2 separate regions of the Zea mays genome follow, and region 1 is linked to region 2. Evidence: chromatin contacts called from public Hi-C data. All regions are on one chromosome and are shown on one strand. Each heading gives the region's core, a stretch centred on a gene start, on an enhancer-like site or on the middle of the called end of the contact. The rest is flanking DNA. Distances are from core to core; before and after follow the strand shown.

Region 1 (5,740 bases), core at 1,162-3,661, 130 kb before region 2:
TTACCTTGTTTGCCCCTGAATCACATGGGTAGTTTTAGCTATTGCTTTATATGGTTTTGGGATTAATATTTCATTATATCCATGTTCCAGGTATTTTGTTATTTTATTTATGTTCATGTCAAGATCATTATATTATTGTTAATTGGAACATGGAGCTTAACTTGAGAAACACGTGCCACCACAAGGGAGGAATGGGACCCCTTGGCTGACTAATTAGGAAAGCTAGTGGAAGACTACCTTACCCGAAAGGGGTAAGGGCAGTAGGGGAGTTGCATGCAAGGAGGTTCTCGGGTTGATTTGCTGCGATGGCGGTCAGACGGGGGATTCTTGCAAGTGCTCTTCCCATAAACTGTAGCGGGTTTTCGGAAGCTAGTGGAACTTTGTAAAGGCCTCGTAGTGGATCACTAGCCATTCACCTTGGTAGTGTCTAAGGGCCTAGCTAACCCTGGCGACATGGGAAACACGACTTGTGGGTAAAGGGTACAACCTCTGCAGAGTGTAAAACTGATATACTAGCCGAGCTCACGGTCATGAGCGGCTCAGGACTCTCCGATGATTAAATTATGGAACCTAAACTCAATTTGTCATTTGCATTTGCATGAGATTTGTTATTAATTTTGTTCTATTATTTTATTATGGTTTGGTATTCACTTACACTTAGTAACTGCTAATAAAATTTTGACCAATTTATAAAAGCAATGCTCAGCTTTAACCTCTATTGTTGATCAGCCTTACACTTCATGAACTCCCCACCTTTGGTGAGCTCATGCCACATTATTCCCCACAACTTGTTGAGCGATGAACATGTGTGAGCTCACCCTTGCTGTCTCACACCCCCCACAGGAGAAGAACAGGTGGTTCAGGAGGAGCCACGTATCGAGGAGTTCGATTCAATCTAGGTGGCGTTTCTCAGTTGACATTGGCACCGACGATCCTTAGTTCATTTTATGGTTATACTTTTATTTTGTAATAAGTCTTCCGCTATGTAATAAATACTCTGATGTATCGTGACATTTATCTCTATACACTCTGTTATTATATGTGTTGTCTTCTTGGCGCATGTATGAGATACACCTGACTTTGTTCCTTAAAACCGGGTGTTACAAGTTTCTTCTCAATCCCCACCCTGTAATGGAGGAATTCCCCGTAGGGAATCGATGATCAGGTCCCCATTGCCATCTCTATGCAGAAGCAGACAACCACTTGTGTATGCATGCACCGCTCTCTCTCCACTTCCACTGTTACGCTGCACAGTCACTGTTATTATATTGTTACACCATCTACCGTGGTAACTAATTGGGGCTTGTTTGGTTTCCCGGACTAAAGTTTAATTTCTACCGTATCAAATTTTTTTAGATGTTACACCATCTACCGCGGTACTCCAGTATTTAACATGCCATTAAGTTGGAATTTGTTCATGGATCATGGGTAAGTTGCCAACCTGAACCTAAGAAGTCGATCAGCGAGTGAATGATGAACACCATTAAAAAAACGCATTAGCAAGCCAAGCTGGCCACTGACGAACAAGAGAGAGAGAGAGCGCGCGCGCGCGAAGGGGATGGTAGAGCGACAAGGAGAAAGGACGGGACAAAATAAAAGGCGGGCATGTGACTCGCCAGTGCCTGCCCACCCAGCGAGCTTTCAACCTCTTCTCCCGCCTCTCTCTCATATTCCCCCCCATCATTCCGTTCTTTATTATTAGCACACATCAGCGGCGTAGATACTCGCGCCCACCGCCGTACGTCTCGGTCTCGTAGACTATATTGTTCGTGACAAAAATGCGCCCTGTACTACTAATACTCCTGTCATTAGCGCTGTCGTTTGGTAGGGTGGATGTCTAGATGATGACAGCCAGAGAGAACGCTCAAGGGCTATTGCTAGAGGCAGATGGGTGGGTTGTTCATCCTCGCTAAACGCGCACGGCCGCCGGTAAATGTGTTGCCGGGCCGGGCCGGTAGTTTAGTGCCAGCGAATTCGACACCTCCTGTGGCAGTGATAAAACTATGGTTTCCGATGAGCAGGCAAGGCACCGTCCCTCCACTTCTGAACAAAAAAAGGCTCTCCCCACGCGGCCACGCGGCCGTCGGCAAGCTGAACCAGGCAAAGCACCCCTGATGAAAACGACTCTATCAAGCAAGAGCATTTCTTCCTCTCTTTTTTTTTTCCTGAAAATGCACGCGCCTTCTTTGCCAGAAAATCTAGGGGGACAGAGAGAGAGAGAGAAACGAAAAGGATGGATGGAGGTTGCTAGGCATGCGCGCCCGTGGCAGGTCGGGCCGGTCCGGGGGAAAAGCGCTTGGCCGTTTGCAGCGGCGTGGAGTGGGTGGGCATCAGCGGCGTCAGCGGCCGCGGCAGCGGCAGGAGCAGCAGCATGGTGCTGGACTGGACTGATAGGTGGGGGGGAGTGGCAGGGGCCGGCACAGCCTGCTGCCCCTGCATCCCTGCTCGTTGGCGTTTCCCTCGATCCCTCCCCCCTGCCGCTGCCCTGCCCCAACACTGGCTGGCTGCCCACCATCCTTCCTCTGCGGAGCTCGCGTGACTCCCCTCGCTCTCGCTTTCGCGCTGCGTCCGCGGCGGCATCATTGGGTGTCCGTGTCTGGACTGGAGACCGGGTCCGTCCTCCGTCGGATAGAGAGGGGGGCGGGGCCTTCGTCTTTCTTGGCTGCTGGTTTCTCGACCACTGCCGCCGCGTCTTCCTCCCTCGCTGCTGCTGCTGCTGCTGCTGCTGCTGCGGCGGTATTGCGCGTTGGAGCTGGCCACTGGTGTTCGCTCCTCTTCCCCCCGGCTTGTTTGCTGAATTCAATCTGCGGGGTTGCGGCCGCGGGTGTCGATGGGGTGGTGGTGGTGGTGCCTGCCGGTCGCTGCTCTGCTCGCCGCGATCCTGCCGTCGTCCGACGCCACGCTCTCCCCTGCCGGCATCAACTACGAAGGTACCGTACCTACCCAGGCTACCCTGCTCCTCTCCTCGTTCGTTTCCCAAGTCTTAACAAAATGCCCACACTTTTTTTTTGGAGTAAAAGATACACATACATGGCCAATATTTTCAATCAGGCAACGCAGTTTGTTGGCTCAAATTTGTTGAAAAACATTCACTCTCTCTTTTGGCATCAATCTGGTTTCAAAGATGATCTAAAAAGGTCCACTATGAGGAAGAGCATTAAACGAAGGGAAAATTTAATGTACCTGCTGTGCTCGTGCCTCCTCCTCCTCCTCCTCATGTCTGTCGAGTTTTTAGCTGTTCCTTTGGCACCACAAAATTCGGTGAAGCTCAACTGTGGCTCTGAAACGCAGTGGTGGCCCTGATGGCCATCAAGACGGAGCTGGAGGACCCCTACAACGTGCTCGACAACTGGGACATTAACTCCGTCGACCCCTGCAGCTGGAGGATGGTCACCTGCTCCTCCGACGGCTACGTCTCCGCCTTGTACGTTTACGCCCCCCCTCCGGCCTCCCCCTTGTTCATGCCCACATTCTGAAGAGCACCGGCAGTGGCTGCTTTGGGCCGATCTTCTCACTTGCGTCCCTTCGTTTGCAGAGGGCTGCCTAGCCAGACCTTGTCCGGGAAGCTATCACCCGGCATCGGCAACCTCACCAGGCTGCAATCTGTGTAAGTTTAGTTTGCTCACCCGCTATTGTTTACCCATAGCACTAACGCTTCAAAATTCAAACTTGAGGTTTCCTTAGTGGTCCAATCTGGTTGAATGAATCGAAGCGCTCTGTTTTGCTGATCGACAGGCTGTTGCAGAACAATGGGATTTCCGGCCCTATTCCCGGTACGATAGGAAGGCTGGGGATGCTGAAGACTCTTGACATGTCAGATAACCAGCTCACGGGGACTATCCCAAGTTCGCTTGGAAAGCTCAAGAACCTCAATTATTTGTACGATTCTTACTTCAATCTTGATCTTCAACACTCTCGCTGATCGTTGTGATTTCGTTTTGGCTCATTTCTAGCTCTCTTCTTGCTACCAGGAAGTTGAACAATAATAGCTTGTCTGGAGTTCTGCCTGATTCACTTGCCAGCATTGATGGTTTTGCTCTCGTGTATGCTCTGGAATCCCGTTTTATTGTTTCTTTTTCTCTTTCCCTATTTCAGTACTGATTCACTTTAGTTGCCTTCTGTTATAGAGATCTTTCGTTTAACAATCTCAGCGGTCCATTACCCAAGATTTCTGCAAGAACCTTTATGTAAGTAATTTTAATTTTATTCCTTTTCATAGCTGAAATGATTTCTGCCTGAACACTACATGCTATGCCAGGATTACTGTTTGCATGGTCACGCTTCGATTTTATTGTTTGTTTATACAGCATAGCTGGAAATCCAATGATTTGTGGTAATAATTCTGGAGATAAGTGCTCTTCTGTGTCACTTGACCCACTCTCTTACCCACCAGATGATCTGAAAAGTGAGATCTCTTTCCGTTGTTCAAATTTGGGGAACAGAAGAAAATAACTACCTTTTCTTCTTGGTGGCGTCATATCTCTCCTTGTAGTGGCGTCAAATTTGGGGCACTCACATATGTCTCCTTTTCCTCAGCTCAGCCACAACAAGGCATTGGAAAGAGCCATCATATTGCTACAATATGTGGAGTAACTGTTGGTTCAGTAGCTTTTATCGCCTTTGTAGTCGGTATACTTCTTTGGTGGCGTCATAGGCGAAATCAGCAGATCTTTTTTGATGTTAATGGTAATGTTCTTTTTTATTCTGTTCCCGTATGATCATGATAACAACCACCTAGATCTCGACGTGTTGCATTAGATTAGCTTCTTAGTTGCAGCAACCACTGGCACTTTAAGATCTTAGAGATTTCACCTTCTGGTCAATCCCACAGTAAATTTACATGAATGTAAGTGTTGTTAGTCAATTTGAGCTACAGGAGTTTCAGTAGACTGAATAGCTGAGTTGTTTCCCCAATAGCACTCAGAGACTTGAGAGTTGTTTTTTTTCAGCCATGTGGCATTGATAAGAAGTTTCACAATCACTCGCAAATTTGACATAAAATACATTCTCCTTGTAACATTAGTTGTGTGTGCTAGAAACTTAGTGCCATTGGCATTAGCAGTATACATCATAAAACTTATGTAGCTTTTTAGTTTTTACCTGTATGATCTCCCAGTTACTTTTGGACTTTGGCGTGCAGCCTATTTCGCAATCTTGATCTCCTAGTTACTTTATGTCTCTTTCTAACCTTTTAATGATCATGAGGTATTTTTATCTTACCCTTCTATACTCGCTTTGATCTGTTTAGTATTCTATATAATGCTTGTCATTCTCTTGCATGCTATGGTGTTTGTCTTTACAGCATAATGGTAATTGAACTTGATACATTATTCAATGTGCAGATCAATATGATCCAGAAGTTTGTTTGGGCCATCTGAAGCAGTATGCTTTCAAGGAGCTCCGTGCAGCTACTAATAATTTTAACTCAAAGAACATCTTAGGTGAAGGTGGATATGGCATAGTATACAAGGGTTATTTACGTGATGGCTCCGTTGTTGCTGTCAAAAGGCTCAAGGATTATAATGCCGTCGGTGGGGAAATTCAATTCCAAACTGAAGTTGAAGTCATAAGCTTGGCTGTTCATCGGAATCTCCTACGTCTTATTGGATTCTGCACTACAGAGAGTGAGAGGTTACTTGTTTATCCATACATGCCAAATGGAAGTGTTGCTTCTCAATTGCGGGGTTAGTCGCTCTTCTTGCTCTTGACTTCCATGTCCATATGCTGTTGCAAGCTGGAC
Region 2 (5,487 bases), core at 946-3,445:
ATCAACCTATTGATATTTGGAACTAGTCGATACTTAACCTTCTTGTTTATCTTTTGAAAATCGATAATTGGTTCTCATCAATAGGAACACAAAAACCATATAAGCTCTCAATCAATCACCATCACATGACCTGCTAAATTTGTGTCAATAAGAGCATCTCCAACAACAAACACTAAAATAGAGTCCTAAAATTTGAAATAGGACCATATTTAGAATGTTTAGGGTCTCAAAAGAAATGTTTACTCCAATAGTCAGGCCTTAAATAATGCTATTTAGGAAATAAACCATGATATTAGGAAATAAATGGTTAGAGATTAAGTAAAAATGAGGATAGGGCTCCAGTATATAGGTACTATATTTAGGACCCGAGAGACCGAGCCCTATAACCATTTGATGAAATTTTATAAAATAGGGCCCCTGTTGGAAGGATGTTTTATGGTTTTGAGCCTTATATTTAAAATAGGACCATGTTTAGAGCCTCTCTTGGAGATGCTCTAAACCAGGCGTTAGTCACGATAATCTAGTGTTGTTATTAATCATCAAAAATCTAACTAGAGATCTAGATGTTTTTTAAGCCCTAATTAAATTGCCATGGGAGTCGAAATATTCGAAAGATGCATGTTGTGAGCTCTTTGCACCGGCAATATGCAAGTTCATTATTATCGCTCAGACATGACTGAGCGGTAGGCTCCAGCTAATAGTTTGTTTTAAATCAAGAAGTTCGTTCAGTATAATGCCATTAGTCAGCAGATCATTCTGTCGAACTGTACTCTGAACTTGTATGCTATATATACACTTCTCTTGTCATGAAAAACAGCCCAAGTTTTGTGCAAACATGTCCAAGATGGGAAGGAAGCCGCTACAAGGAGTTATTATCTACTCGAACCCCAAGGTTCGCGTCAACCGTCCGATCAGACAGCGGCCGGTTGAGGTACTGCATACAAATCGCAAATTCAGCATCTCAGCGAGTAGTCCCTTTTTTAAAAAAAATTAAAAAAAACTCGGAGCCATATATTTTCTTAACTGATTTTATAAGCAAAAGTATTTTGCGATTACAACAGGCTTAGGGCATAATGGCATATGTTCAGATGTCAGTGCCATGAGCCCAACACGTAGACATGTTCTGCCCGGTCCTAGTTACCCAAATCTCAAGCACAAAATGTCGTATAAGTAGCAAGATCCCCCTGATCAGTGCTTATCAAGCACGCTTATTCAATCTGGCTAGGGTGAGGCTTGTAAACAGCGGTGTTCAACACGCTACACCATCTCCTTCACAACCGTCACGGGGCAGGCCGCGTGGTTCACAATATACGTGCTCACGCTCCCCATCAGAGCCCTGCGGTCAGGCAACGACAACAACAACATCAGCTGGTGGTGGTAAGGAGACTGATACAGAGCGCTAGGGCAAGGTCGGTCGGTCAACCGATCTGGAGTGCAGGAAGGCTTTTGAGACCGTAAAATTCAGAGGAAACGAGCAGCTCTGCATGTTTACCTCTTGAGCGTGCTTAGTCCTCTGCTCCCGACGACCATGCAGCTAAGCGGGACCAGGTCGGCTGCTTCGTAGAGCTTCTTTGCTGGGTCGCCGTACAACACCTTTGCAAAGACTTCGATCTGCGGGTTGTGCAGTTTCGACGGCTAAGCAATCAGCTCGCTCCCAATAGCAACTTCCAGAAAGAACTGAACACTGAAAAGGTGTGAATGAATAGAACGAAGCCACGGCACATCCATACCCCTCTATGATTTGCCGCTCGAGTGAGGATCTCGATCGTCTCCTTGTCCGGTGACACACCGTATGTCCTGGCGACGTCTGAAAACTCGGCCAGAGGGATCAATGCTGCAACACAAAAGAATTTACATCAAATCAACTTGAAACGAAGCAAGAAGAGAGAAGAAAGAGGCGCTGCGCCGCTACTCACGGGAACCACTCTGCTCCCAGAGATGAACGGCGCCCCGCTCGTTCTGGCAGGAGCTGTTCACGTGGATGAGTATGAGCCTGTCGCCGTTCCTGGCAAGGTTCGTCGACGCCCACCGCAAAGCCGCTTTGCTGCACGACGAGAAGTCCACTGCGACTCCGATGTTCCTCCTGGCCATCTCCCTCTCTCCCAACTGATTAATAGCAACAGCAGCCAACAGGCTACTGATTTCCAGACCAGTGTGCCTGACAATTAAAAAGGCAGTGAAGTTTCAGGTATGGTGTTCCCTCCTGCTGGCCTGGCCAGATCCTTATATATATATATGGAACAATTGGATCTATACCATTAAAAGATCCAAACTTTAGATATATATCATGGATCCCACATGTTATTGACTCATGTGGACCCACATGTAAGTTAGATAGTAATGGTATGAATCTAAAGTGGTGATCTTTTAATGGTATGGATCCAAATTTCCCTATATATATATATAAACAAAGAGATGCGACATGGAAATACCAGACAGAACGAGAGAGAAATACCGACGTTACCTTTCCTTACTTTTTTTTCCCGAAATTCCTTCCCCATTTCAAATGGACGGTCTTTATGCCTGGGTTTCCTTTACGTGATTCCTTATCGTCACTTTAGCAGCCTAGAAAACATGTTAGAATACTGGCTTCTGCGAATGAATGAAGCTGATAACAGTGAACAAAGTAAAGATTCCCGATGCAAAGCAAAAAAAAAAAAAGTTGGCAGCAGGAATGTTATTCCAGTTTTTGCATACAACTATCAGCGCAGCTGCAGATTCTAGCACATCGATTCACCTGCAAAAAAAATAGTGATCAAGAGCGTAACTCTGATGTAATACTGATTATGACCAGAAGAGGAAGTACCTCAAAAGCCATTTACTTTTCAGCTTTTTGGAGCTTCTGGCCACCAAAAGCTGCTGCGGATTGCCAAACGCTCAGTTTTTCAGTCAGCTTCTATAAAATTCGTTTGGGTAAAAACCATTCAACATCAACATAAACACATAAACGGTTGAGTCGTTGCAATAGTAGAAATCCGTCACTTTCTAGATCCTGAGTCCTATGGACACCTTTATCTTCCTCCGCACGTAAGCCTAATGATATTTAGATTCTCTACACAGCCAGATTCTCAGAAAAGCTGGTCAGAAAAAAGCTGAACCAAACAGGCCCTTAGGAATAAACTACAATGAGATGTTGCCTATTCGAATGAAATGAGAGGTAAGGACTTCATTGATTCTTATATTTTAATAAATTCTGCTTCATGTGACTGACTGATAGCTAGGGCCGGAAACGAGCCGGGGCTCGGCTCGACGCGGCTCGATGCAGCTGCGAGTCGAGCCAGGCTCGGCTCGATCATGTTGCGAGCCTGATCGAGAGGCTCGGTAATGGCTCGCGAGTCTCACACTAAATCACGTTTAGAGTATAAATTATATATTTTTTATTATATATAAGATAAAAGTATAATATATTTTTAGACTACAATATAAGTGTATCACGTATCAAGTTCAAGAAATTCAATAAAATAGTTCAAAACATAATAACAATATGGTATAATAGTATACTTGCCGTTGTTAGCTCGGCTCGCGAGCTGGATCGAGCCGGCTCGGCTCGCAGTTCTGGCGAGCTGTAAAACCAGGCTCGGCTCGAGCTCGTTTTGGCTCACGAGCCGGCACTAGCCGAGCTGAGCCTCACCGAGCCGGCTCGTCGAGCCCGGGCCAAATTTCCACCCCTACTGATAGCAATATGCTAGTAGCAAGAAGAATTTGAAGGATGGCACCATGCCTTTTCTTTTCTATATATTAAACGCGGGAGCAAAGCCTGCATCCCGTTCGTCCACGTCACCACTTACCTTGCCAGCCACACACGATCTTCATCTGACGTCGAACGAGTCAGCCTCCGGTTACAGCGTTAGAGCCTTCTAGACAAAGTCGTCTTCCCTAGTCACACCAGGTGATTGGTCTCCCACCCCTCGCCGCGTCAAATGAACGCCGGCAAGAGCTCCCCACCTCCATCGTCCCCACAAAAAAATGCACCCTTGCTCGTGATGTACTCCCCCTTACTGCCCCTCCCCTGCTGTCGTTCCTTTGCCTCCAAACAGTGATGTCACGACGCACATCAGTAGGAGCTATTTCCTTCTCCTGTCCCCACCCCCGCCTTAGACGCAGCTCCGCGTCGTCGTCGCCGCCTCCATGCACGCCGCCATCTAGCCGCGCGTCGTGCCAGCGTGACTTCGTTGTGCGCCTACACCAGCCACGCCACGACGTAAACAACACAGCCTCGCCCTGCTCCACCTCCAGCTTCTAGTCTCGCATGGCACCCGCCTACCAAGAGAGCATCACCCTCGTGTTCTCGCCCGGGTCGGTCGACTTTCTCCTCTGCTCGCGTCGTGCCACGGCCGTCGCATCGCCCTTTACATCGCATATATTTTCTGCATCTCCAGTCGCTCCTTCAGACCTCGCTATACCTCGCCGGAGCTTGGTTCTAATCCGTGGACAAAGGGGAAGGCGGTGAATAAGGGAAAGATAGCGAAGGAGAAGCTCACGGGCGACGATACCCACGACGGGAAGCTGGCTTACGTGATGTGCGGGTCAGACGAGTGTGGGCATCACTAAAGGACAGCAAGGCATTGGCCGGGACAAGTCTGGAGATAATGAAGAACATGACACCGGAGAAGCTGATGCTGAAGAAGAACGCGGAACAGGAGATGGAGCGAGGCGCCGTTCGAGTCGTCTGAAGCAGGCCAGTACTAAAGTAACTGGGCCGTGGTGGGTGAATTAAGCCCATGTAAGAGAGTATATGTAAGCGGTGAGAGAAAGGAAGGGGATGGAGAAAACTGAACTCTGTAATTCCTTTCCTCTTCCCCAAGGCCAACTACTTCAGCCGCCACTCTGCTCTACTTCTCCGTTCTTCTCGTTCTTATTCTCTGTGGAGTGATCGGAGTTGTTAACAATTGGTATTCAGAGGCTACGATTTCTGGCAACTTCCTTCGTCGCGCGCTGGATCTTCAGCCAAACCACGGCTACTTCACCCGTTCACGTCGTCGGCAAGTCGTCATGAACCCGGACATGCAGATCGTCCTCGACGAGATTTCCAAGCGATTCGCCGACCACGATGCCAAGTGGGATCGGCGGGCGGCAGAACAGGACGCACGCTGGGAAGCGGCGTTCTCGGCGTTCACCTCGGGACAGGAGCAGCGCATCACCGCCATCGAGCGCACCTCTGGGGTGTTCGACGACTGGCGCACCTCGATGGAAGGAGTCGTCGATGATCTGCGCTTGGAGGTCGGCAAAATCTCCAAGCACTGGGAGAGGGCGCTGGTGGACAAACCTCCGCCCATGCTCGGAGTCCTCGCGCCTACTCCGGCTGCGGTCGCGCGCCCATCGGCCGGACATGCAGCCAACCAGCCCCACGGGCACCACGCCGACTTGATGAACCGGGAGGATGGGTTTGGGTCAGTGACGACCCTGCTGCATCCCCCGGTAAAGGGTACGTCCTCACCACAATTTCATCAGCATGTTTTACATGGGTCATCATCGTGTCACCCGGCG

The links. A called contact is a pair of places that touch in the nucleus more often than the background predicts.
Region 1: a Hi-C map of leaf shows a contact between it and region 2, with 8 times the contacts expected there. The contact joins the promoter of LOC100272802 here to the promoter of LOC103634867 in region 2. A contact is called at or near these places in 7 of 25 Hi-C or Micro-C datasets (bundle sheath, ear, leaf and 1 more) and 1 of 3 datasets of contacts at active chromatin or transcription factors (leaf).

Annotation. Positions count from the first base shown.
Region 1 is chr8:17,869,864-17,875,603 of Zm-B73-REFERENCE-NAM-5.0, reverse strand. It overlaps LOC100272802 (putative leucine-rich repeat receptor-like protein kinase family protein), which reads left to right and starts at 2,411. Exons shown (of 11, transcript NM_001360123.1): 1 at 2,411-2,930; 2 at 3,292-3,424; 3 at 3,536-3,607; 4 at 3,736-3,879; 5 at 3,972-4,043; 6 at 4,128-4,187; 7 at 4,308-4,405; 8 at 4,537-4,686; 9 at 5,343-5,684. The coding sequence starts at 2,831.
Region 2 is chr8:17,735,354-17,740,840 of Zm-B73-REFERENCE-NAM-5.0, reverse strand. It overlaps LOC103634867 (universal stress protein A-like protein), which reads right to left and starts at 2,195. Exons shown (of 4, transcript NM_001150615.2): 1 at 1,917-2,195; 2 at 1,731-1,834; 3 at 1,493-1,611; 4 at 1,026-1,336. The coding sequence starts at 2,091. The coding sequence ends at 1,258.